Regions from separate parts of the Mus musculus genome. Here region 2 is linked to region 1. The links are chromatin contacts, called in public HiChIP or PLAC-seq maps. All regions are on one chromosome and are shown on one strand. Each heading gives the region's core, a stretch centred on a gene start, on an enhancer-like site or on the middle of the called end of the contact. The rest is flanking DNA. Distances are from core to core; before and after follow the strand shown.

Region 1 (4,204 bases), core at 820-3,319:
GTGGTCCCGTCCTCCAGCTGGATCACTTGCCCTTCAAGCAGCTTCTCCCCTGGGGACGTAGAAGCAGAGAAGTGGACCAGGCTGGCAGAGGCCCACCACGTGCTTGCCCGCTGTGGCAGATGCCTATTTGAGTCTCTGCATCCTTGCCTATGGTCCAAGCATGGGAACATCCACCACGTTCCCTTCGCCACCTCTTAAGCCTCAGTCTGGAGGCCCTGAGGAGAAACATCCTGCCATGAAGTAACTTTATCTGCCACTCTGCAAGAAGCAATTTCCTTTCTTACTACCCAGGCCTGTGAAGACGGGAACTTCTGATCTAACGGTGAGCTGCCCAGACTGAGCTAAATGGAGAACAAAGAATATCCTGAAACCAGGGAGGATTCCCAAATGCCAAGAAATTCAGATACACAGCCAACTAACAGTTAAAACAGATTTCCTCATTCCCCCTGTAACAGTGTGCCAAAATCTGGGGCCTCCACTGTGACATGCTGTGGTAGGGGTGATAGCCACAATGTACTCTGGGGCCAGGACTGACCTCCCGAGTGTGTAAGCCTGCGCCCATACTCAGCTTGAGTCTCGGCTGCATGCTCCTTTGAATAGTTGTCTCTTCCTAATGCAGTGGCTGTGGACTTGAGTGAGCTCACAGAGAGCAGGCAGGAACACACTCAGCCCTCCATAGGCTGCAGCCTTCACGCTGGTGAGCCCCACAGGCAGAGTAAAAGCAATGGGAGCCAGATTGGTGGTGTTCATCTACAATCCCAGCACTTGGGAAGTGGTGGAGGAGGCACAGGAGGTCAAGGCCAGCCTCTGCTACAGTTTGAACTTGAAACTAGCCTGGGCTACAAGAGATCCTTCTTGAAAAACAGCAACAAAAAACAAACGAAAGAAATGGAAGTGAAGGGATAGAGAGGTGTGGATTCATGTGCCTGTGCGTGTACATGTGTGTGTATATGTGTGTGGCGTTTGTGTGCACATTGAGTGTGCACGTGTGTGCACGTGTGTGCACATGAGCATGTGCATAGGCCAGAGGTCAACCTTGGGTGATGTTCCTCAATAAGCCTTCCCTTGCCTTTGAGACAGCATCTCTCATTGGCTGGCCAGGAGCTCCCAGGTTCCATAGGCTGGCGGGCCAGAGAGTCCCCAGGGATCCTCCTGGCTGGGGGATTAGAAGCACGTGCCACTTCACCCAGCTTTTGATGTGGGTGCTGAAGGTTGAACTCGGGCCCTCACACTTTCATGCTCCATGAGTGAGCTATCTGCCTAGGCTGAGTGTGGCTACTGTGGGGGTGGGGTCTATGACTCACCTTACTGTCATGTGAGCATGTTTCCTTACTTGATCTATGCAACCTCAAGCCCCACTCCCACCCCACCCACCAAAGCTTTCCTTGAGACAGGATCTTGCTCTGTAGTCCATGCTGGCCTGGAGTTTGCTAACCAGACAAATGAAGACTTCAAAGTCATTGTAAGCTCCTGTTTCTGCCTTCTACATGCTGAGGTTACAGGAGTGTGCATCCTGCCAGGCTTTTTCTTCCTTTCCAGGGCTGGGACTGAACCTTTAGCCTTTGCATGTCAGGTAAGGGCTTCAGCCAGGAACGTGTATCCCTAAACCTTGATTATTTTATGCAGGGTCTTGATATGTGGCTCAGGCTGGCCTCATATTGCAATCCTCCTGCCTACGTCTCTTGTGCTTTGGGGGGACCACAGGTATAGGCCACTGTGTCCTGGACTCTTTTCTCTTCTCTTAGATGGGGGTCTCAAGTTGCCCAGGTTGGCTTTATCCTCACTATAGAGCTGAGGATAGCCCTGAATTCCTCCTGTCTTCCTGCCTTCACACCTAAGTGTGAATGAGCCACCACACCTGAGTGGGCTCTTGGGATCAGACTCAAGGGCTCCCTGCTCAGGCTGTTCTCTTGGGAGAGAATGGGAGTGAGGACAGAAAGAAAGACAGGGAGACTGACAAGTCAATGCAGGAGATGTGTTCACTCTTTCTTCAGCTCAGGAACTGAGCCCTGCAATAAGGAGAAACGTCAGCTGGCCTCTTCTGACTCAACTATCTGCTGACATTGTCCCATCAGGGGAATCCCCAAACTCACCCCTAGAGGGATTCTCCATGGGTTCTGGTGCTCTGCACAGTTGTGACTCCTCAGCTCCATAGTTATGCATAACCTTGAATGGCAAATGCCCTTTTGCTTTAGAAAGTTCTAGAAACTATAGGAGGTGGGTTTAGCTGGAAGAAGTTGGTCCTTGGAGGTCATGTGGGGTGTGTGTGTGTGTGTGTTTCCCCTTGGCCCGTTTCTGCTTCATTTCCTCCTTCCTGTCAGCCGTGAGGTGAACAGCTCTCTCCTACAGCCCAGAGGCTCCCGTCTACAGTGATGTTCTGCTCAAGTACATGGGGCCAAATGACTAGGACTGAACACCTTAAAGACATGAGCCAAAGTAAACCCTCTCTCTTTCACATCGGTCACGTAAGGTATTTATGTTGTCCCAGCAAGGCAAAGGAACTGGTGCCAGAGAAGAGGGATGTGGCTGTGACCTGGCAGTGTGGATCTTAGGTCTTGGGAACTTTCTGTGGAAGGACTTTGGAAAAGTATGGAGCAGCAAGCCAGAGAAGGCTTAAGCTGCTGTAAGCGGAACTTAATAAGCAGTTTCCTGTGTGAGTTCAAAAGACCAGGATGCCAAGTGCAAGTGGGCAGTTGAGATTAGGCTCCTGCACCTTCAGAGGGGACAGGACTCCAGTGGGGACAGACCAGAGGACCACGAATGGTACATTCTAGCAAAGAATATCATGCATGTCCTAAGATTTTGAGTAAGGCTGAGTTTAAAAGTAAAAGTAATTATTCTGATGTAAGATTTTTAAAAAAAAGATTTACAACTACATTTATTTGAGTGTGATTAAGTGCACACACATGGATACACATATTGCAACCCAGTGGGAGGTAAGAAACAGACCTGAGAAGAATGATGGGAGAAAGAGAAACAAAAGGGCTGGAGAGGCAGCTCAGTGGTTAAGAGCACTCACTGTTCTTCCAAAGGTCCTGAGTTCAATTCCCAGCACCCACATGGTACATGGTGGCTCACAACCATTTGTAATGAAATCTGATGCTCTCTTCCTGTATGTCTTTAGACAGTGACAGTGTATTCATAAAAAATAAAAGAAATGTAATATATATATATATATATACACACACATTCATATATATATATACATACACATACACACATATACATATATACCTATATATATATGTGTGTGTGTATGTGTGAATGTATATAGTCACAAACAGAGAAACAGAGAGGTGGAAGAGGCAAAGACATAACTTTAAAAGAAAAGATTTAAGAAGAGTGGTCTGGGGCTAGACAGCTCGCCTTTTTGCTATTCTGTTCTTTTGAGACAGACCTGCCTTAGTCTCCCGAAGGCAGAGACTACAGGTTGAGGGTTGGCTGCCAACCGCTTTAATTCATTAACTAGTAATTCTCTGTGGAAAGCTGAAGCAAGGGAAGTGAGAGGGTCTAAGGAGAAAGCACAGCCCCACCTAGAAATCCCAAATTCTCTCCCAGACTGCACCATGACAGGTGTAGGGACAGGACAGACAATGCAGGGACAGAGAGCTACGGGCTTCAGAAGTATTCTAGAGAAAACACATTCTCAGGAGAACGATCCTAGACAGACTATGACAGGCCTTCCGAAGCCACCTCAAGAGCTTGTTGACGACATCAAGGGCTATCTCACTTCATTGTCAAGAAACAAATTTTTGGCCAGGCATGGAATCCCAGCTCTCGGGAGGCAGAGGCAGGTAGATCTCTGAGTTCGAGGCCAGCCTGGTCTACAGAGTGAGTTCCAGGACAGCCAGGGCTACACAGAGAAACCCTGTCTCAAATAAACATCAACAAAAGCAAAGAAAACAAAGAAAGCCCACATAACTTAAATGACAAAGCACTAAACGAGGCATCCGCACACCTAGGCCTGGACATTTTCTTAGGTGTGTTGAACTGAAGGAGGCAGCAATGTGGTTATGAGGATAGCGCTGCTCCCAGGATCTGGAAAAGGAAGGAGGAGGCAGCGTTTCTGTCCACGGAGGCCAAGACCACACGGGGCACGTCTGAGAGCGGTGGGCAGGAGCACTGCCCAGAGGTACCCATGCCCAACAGCACTTCAGGCTTGGGCTCTCCATGGCTGTTAAGTCTGCGTTTCCCACAAATGACA
Region 2 (4,204 bases), core at 910-3,409, 230 kb before region 1:
AAAAAAAAAGAAAGCAAAACAAAACAAACAAAAATCCAAGCCACTAATGAAGTGTTCATTTTAGGATTTCGTACAGGATAAAAGCTCTGGGGCAGTGCTGCATTGACAGCCTCCTGGAGCTTGTTAAAATCAGAGTACTGGACAGACAAAACAAAAGCCAGTGTGGTGGTAGTGCACACATTTCGGCCCAGCGCTCGGAAGCAGAGGCTGCTGGATCACAAATTTGAGGCTAACCTGGTTTACAGAGGGCGTTCCAGGACAGCAAGGACTATACAGAGAAACCCTGTCTCAAAAAACCAAAAATAAGTAAATAAATAAGGATGTTGACTGATAGATTCAGAAAGGAAAAATCCTATAAATTGGTGTAAATTGCCACTGTTTTCTCTGCTTTCAGATTAGTCATTAAGTAAATACTTATATAGGGGTCCTGAGCTGTGTGCTAAGTGTTGTGGCATACAAAGGCAGTGTGGAGCTCTGGGCTGGCCTGCTGGGACTCTTCCTTGTACTTGACAACTGTGTGGGACAAAAGTGCATTCTTACAGGGATCCTAAAGTGTTCATTGGAGGGCACCTCCCTACTAATGTGAGGAATAACCCTGTATGTTGTTCCCTGAGTTCATCTCCACACCCACACGTAATGCACTGCTTGCCTATGAACAGATGAATGAATGAAATGCCAGCTCTGTTCAAATGCTTTAATGTAGCGCCTGTCTTCTTTTTTCTCTTTTACAATTAAAAAAAAAAATCAGTTGTATGCTTATGCATGCTTTACCTGCGTGTATGTCTGTGTACCATATGTATGACTGGTGCCTGAGGAGGGCAGAAGAGGGCATCCTATCCTCTGGAACTGGAGTGATAGGTAGTTGTGAGCCACTTGTGGCTGCTAGGAACTGAACCCAGGCCCTCTCTACAAGAGCAACAAGTGCTAACAGCCAAGCCATCTGTCCAGCCCCTTTGTTTTCTTCAGAGACAAGGTCTCCTGTCACTAAGGCTGGCCTTGAAATACTGGTCCTCTTGCCTCTCTCTGCCTCTTGAGTTGAGTGATAATCCCCCAAAGTGCCCGTGCCACTATGCCCACTCTAAACTCTTAGTTATTTACTTTGTGTGGGTCTGGGACTCATACCTCGTGCTTCAAGAGTGCGGAGTAAGCACTCTACTCTGAGTCCTATCACCAAGCTCCTCAGTACTTAAAACTCCCTGTTGTTGTTGCTGCTATGTGTGTTTGCTTGAGAACAGGTCTCACCAGGTAGCTCTCAACCTCCCAGCTCTTTATGAAGCCCTAGCTGCTCTCAAACAGGCTGGGATCCTCTTGCCTCTGCTTGCCAGACGCCACTACACTTAGCTTTGGAATGCTTCGCTTCTGCTAGCAGTTTCAGGCTAGCCAGGATCATCTCACCAACGGAGGAGAGACCACAGACAGAGTTGTTAGGCGGCAGAATGACACTGGCTAATGTTGAGGTGTGCTCAAGTCCTCTGCTGTTGTAAAAGGAAGAGCAGTTAAGATCATAAAAGCCATTCCAGTAGTCAGGACCCGCGCCTGCCCTGGGCTAGGGTCTGGCTCGCAGTGCACCCTTCCCCTGAGTTAGAGCAGGAAGGGAGGCTGTGTGGGGGGAGTCTGAGCACCATGCCTGACAGGAATGATGTCCTTGTGGTCAGTGGTTAATGTACCTCGCTGCTTTACAAGAGTCCCGGCTTGCCTTCTTGGGGCATAATAACATCCACTCTCCTGGGAACCCTTGCCCAGTGTCATTGACTGGTCCCACCCTGGGTTCTGCTAGCCAGATGACCAGTCTTTCCTAGTAGTGATGCCATTACAACACTGCCGTTCAGAGCCCATCACCCAGTCTTTGGGGACGAGTGCAGAGCTATCAGACACCAGCTACTATAATTAGAAAAGGGAAAGCAGGCGCTCACCGAGCTCACATCTTAGGCTGGGGCATTTACAGCACTTTTTTTAAAAAGTTGCAGCCTCTTCCTCAGTTTTGCTTCCTGAAATACAAGCTGTACAGTTTTGGGGTTCTCACATTTCAGTTTTTGTTACTGCTGTATGCTCCCCACCCCCATTTTAATCGGAGAACAAATTGCTGTCAGCACATCGAGTTCATGTGCCAGCCACATTCAGAACAGGGTGTTCTGTGCTCTTCAAAACAAAATTGCTCTAGGGCAGTAAGAGAACAATAAGTCAGAGCTCAGTTTAAGTGATGTCTGCAGTGACCAGACTCACTTGATGTGCTTACACTCTGGATTGCACAGCTGAACTTGGCTAGTTTGGTTTGCTTTGACTTTGTGGGGTTTGTTGGAGTACCCCCCTTACAGGTTACATAGACTTTTAAGTCAAGAGAAAATATTGCCAGTTTTAAACTTGTTTGTTTCTCTTTACCAAAAAAAAAAAAAAAAAAATCCCTAAGAAAAGCCTCCTGTGTGCACTTGTGTTCACTTGGAGACCATTGTAGATCATTTGCTTCCTGTAAATCATGCTGGATGAGATTAGCAGCAGACCTCCTGAGCCCTAGAGGCTGAGCTCCCGAGTGAGTCATGGTGGCTTGTATTAAATATTTATGAAATGAGTATTTGTGCTATGGAATACAAAGTCAAAAGCACCCACAGGTCTTCCAGAGTCAGAGCAGGGGAAGTGGGATTACTAGGAACCGGGCGCCTCTGCATGGATCCGCTCAGAGCAAGTCCTTACTGTGCAGAGGCCTGCCAGGGCCCTGGTGCTGCGAGCTCTCGTCAGCAACCTTGCAGGACTTGTCACACCAGTGTTCAGAAGCCAAACAATCCAGCCTGTGGTGACCTTTCTCCATGTACATGGAGACAATCATGGGCTGTGTTTACCAGCTCTGACCCTTCATTTTTCCTGACTTAACATTCCATCATGTCCTGAAGTGATTGGTGCATGCATGTATGTGTGAGGAATCGGGAATGTCACCTAAGATCTCTAATTTGTATTATTATGTATGTAAGTGTGCACGTAGAGTGAGAAGAAATGATTCCCCTCTTCTACCACTGACGCCCAGGTAATAAGATTGGGACATCAGGTGCAGGCAACCTTGGGCTAGCTGCTGATTTTCCAGACACAATTGGACAACTTAAAAAATCCACGTAACTCCATGTTCTAGGGCTCTGATGCCCTCTTCTGACCTCTGTGGGCACCTGTACATGCATAGCATATAGTCAAACACACACGTATGTAAATTAATAAAACCTTTTTTTTTCCTTTTTAGATTTTTATGTGTATATCTTTTTTTGTCTGAATGTATCCATGCAGTGCCCATGGAAGCCAGAAGAGGGCATTAGACCCCAGGAGCTGGAGGCACAGACAGTTATTACAGTTACTGGCTTCCATACAGATGCTAGGAATGGAACCCCAGCTCTGTGGCACAAGCAGCAGGTTCTCTTCCCCACTGTCTCCAGCCCCAGCAATTGCCTTCCTGCTCTGCCTTTGTCACATCCTGACTTTCTGGTTACTTTTTGCTTTCTTCTGACATTCATTCATCTTTCCTGCACACAGCGATGCTTAGCACACGGAAAGAGAATGTCTGAAATTTTTTACAGACTCTGGGAATCTCACTTAGGTCTTTGGTTTTGTTTTGTTTTTTTAAGATTTATTTATTATATGCAGCTGTTTTCAGACACACCAGAAGAGGGTATGGGATCCCATTACAGATGGTTGTGAACCACCCTGTGGTTGCTGGGAATTGAACTCAGGACCTCTGGAAGAGCAGTCAGTCAGTCTGCTGAGCCCTCTCTCCAGCCCCCTGTTGTGGATAGCCCTGGGGCTAATTATATTTGTTAATTCTGTTCTCCTGTGAGTAGTTTAGAACAAGGAATGAGTCAGCACTCAGGTGATTTCCTGTAAACCTGCTTCCCACCTTAATTTGTAAAATAAAGGAGAGCTGATGATTGGGCAGATAAAGGGAAGGTGGAGAGGAAGGTGAGAAGAGAAGAAGGAGAAAATGGGAGAGAGAGAGGATGCAGAGGAGGAGAAAGAAGAAAAGCGGAGTAGAAGCACATGGTCTGGAGAAACCGCAAGTTCTTTTTTTTTTTCCACTTTTTATTAGGTATTTAGCTCATTTACGTTTCCAATGCTATACCAAAAGTCCCCCATACGCACCCACCCGAAACCGCAAGTTCTAAGGGATCTCTTAGATGGAGAAGATGGCAGTGTAGCGGTAGATCTGCCCAAACTAGGCACACATCATGTA

The links. HiChIP or PLAC-seq counts read pairs in DNA pulled down with a chosen protein or histone mark.
Region 2: an H3K4me3 HiChIP or PLAC-seq map of bone marrow-derived macrophages shows a contact between it and region 1, with 4 times the contacts expected there. The contact joins two enhancer-like sites. A contact is called at or near these places in 2 of 484 Hi-C or Micro-C datasets (the HPC-7 cell line and the N1E-115 cell line), 1 of 115 datasets of contacts at active chromatin or transcription factors (bone marrow-derived macrophages) and 2 of 9 other capture datasets (adipose tissue and pancreatic islet).

The regions. Positions count from the first base shown.
Region 1 is chr17:28,190,811-28,195,014 of GRCm38.p6, reverse strand. It overlaps Zfp523 (zinc finger protein 523), which reads right to left. Exons shown (of 14, transcript NM_001357995.1): 3 at 1-49. Among named protein-coding and RNA genes, the nearest start is that of Def6, 15 kb to the left of the region's middle. Within about 2 kb of position 2,069, at least 42 of the 459 cell types and tissues checked have an H3K27ac peak or open chromatin away from gene starts, as enhancers often do. A contact at or near this core is called in bone marrow-derived macrophages, where this site is marked.
Region 2 is chr17:28,418,251-28,422,454 of GRCm38.p6, reverse strand. All of the region lies in intron 5 of Fkbp5 (FK506 binding protein 5), which reads left to right. Among named protein-coding and RNA genes, the nearest start is that of Gm22146, 26 kb to the left of the region's middle. Within about 2 kb of position 2,159, at least 132 of the 459 cell types and tissues checked have an H3K27ac peak or open chromatin away from gene starts, as enhancers often do. A contact at or near this core is called in bone marrow-derived macrophages, where this site is marked.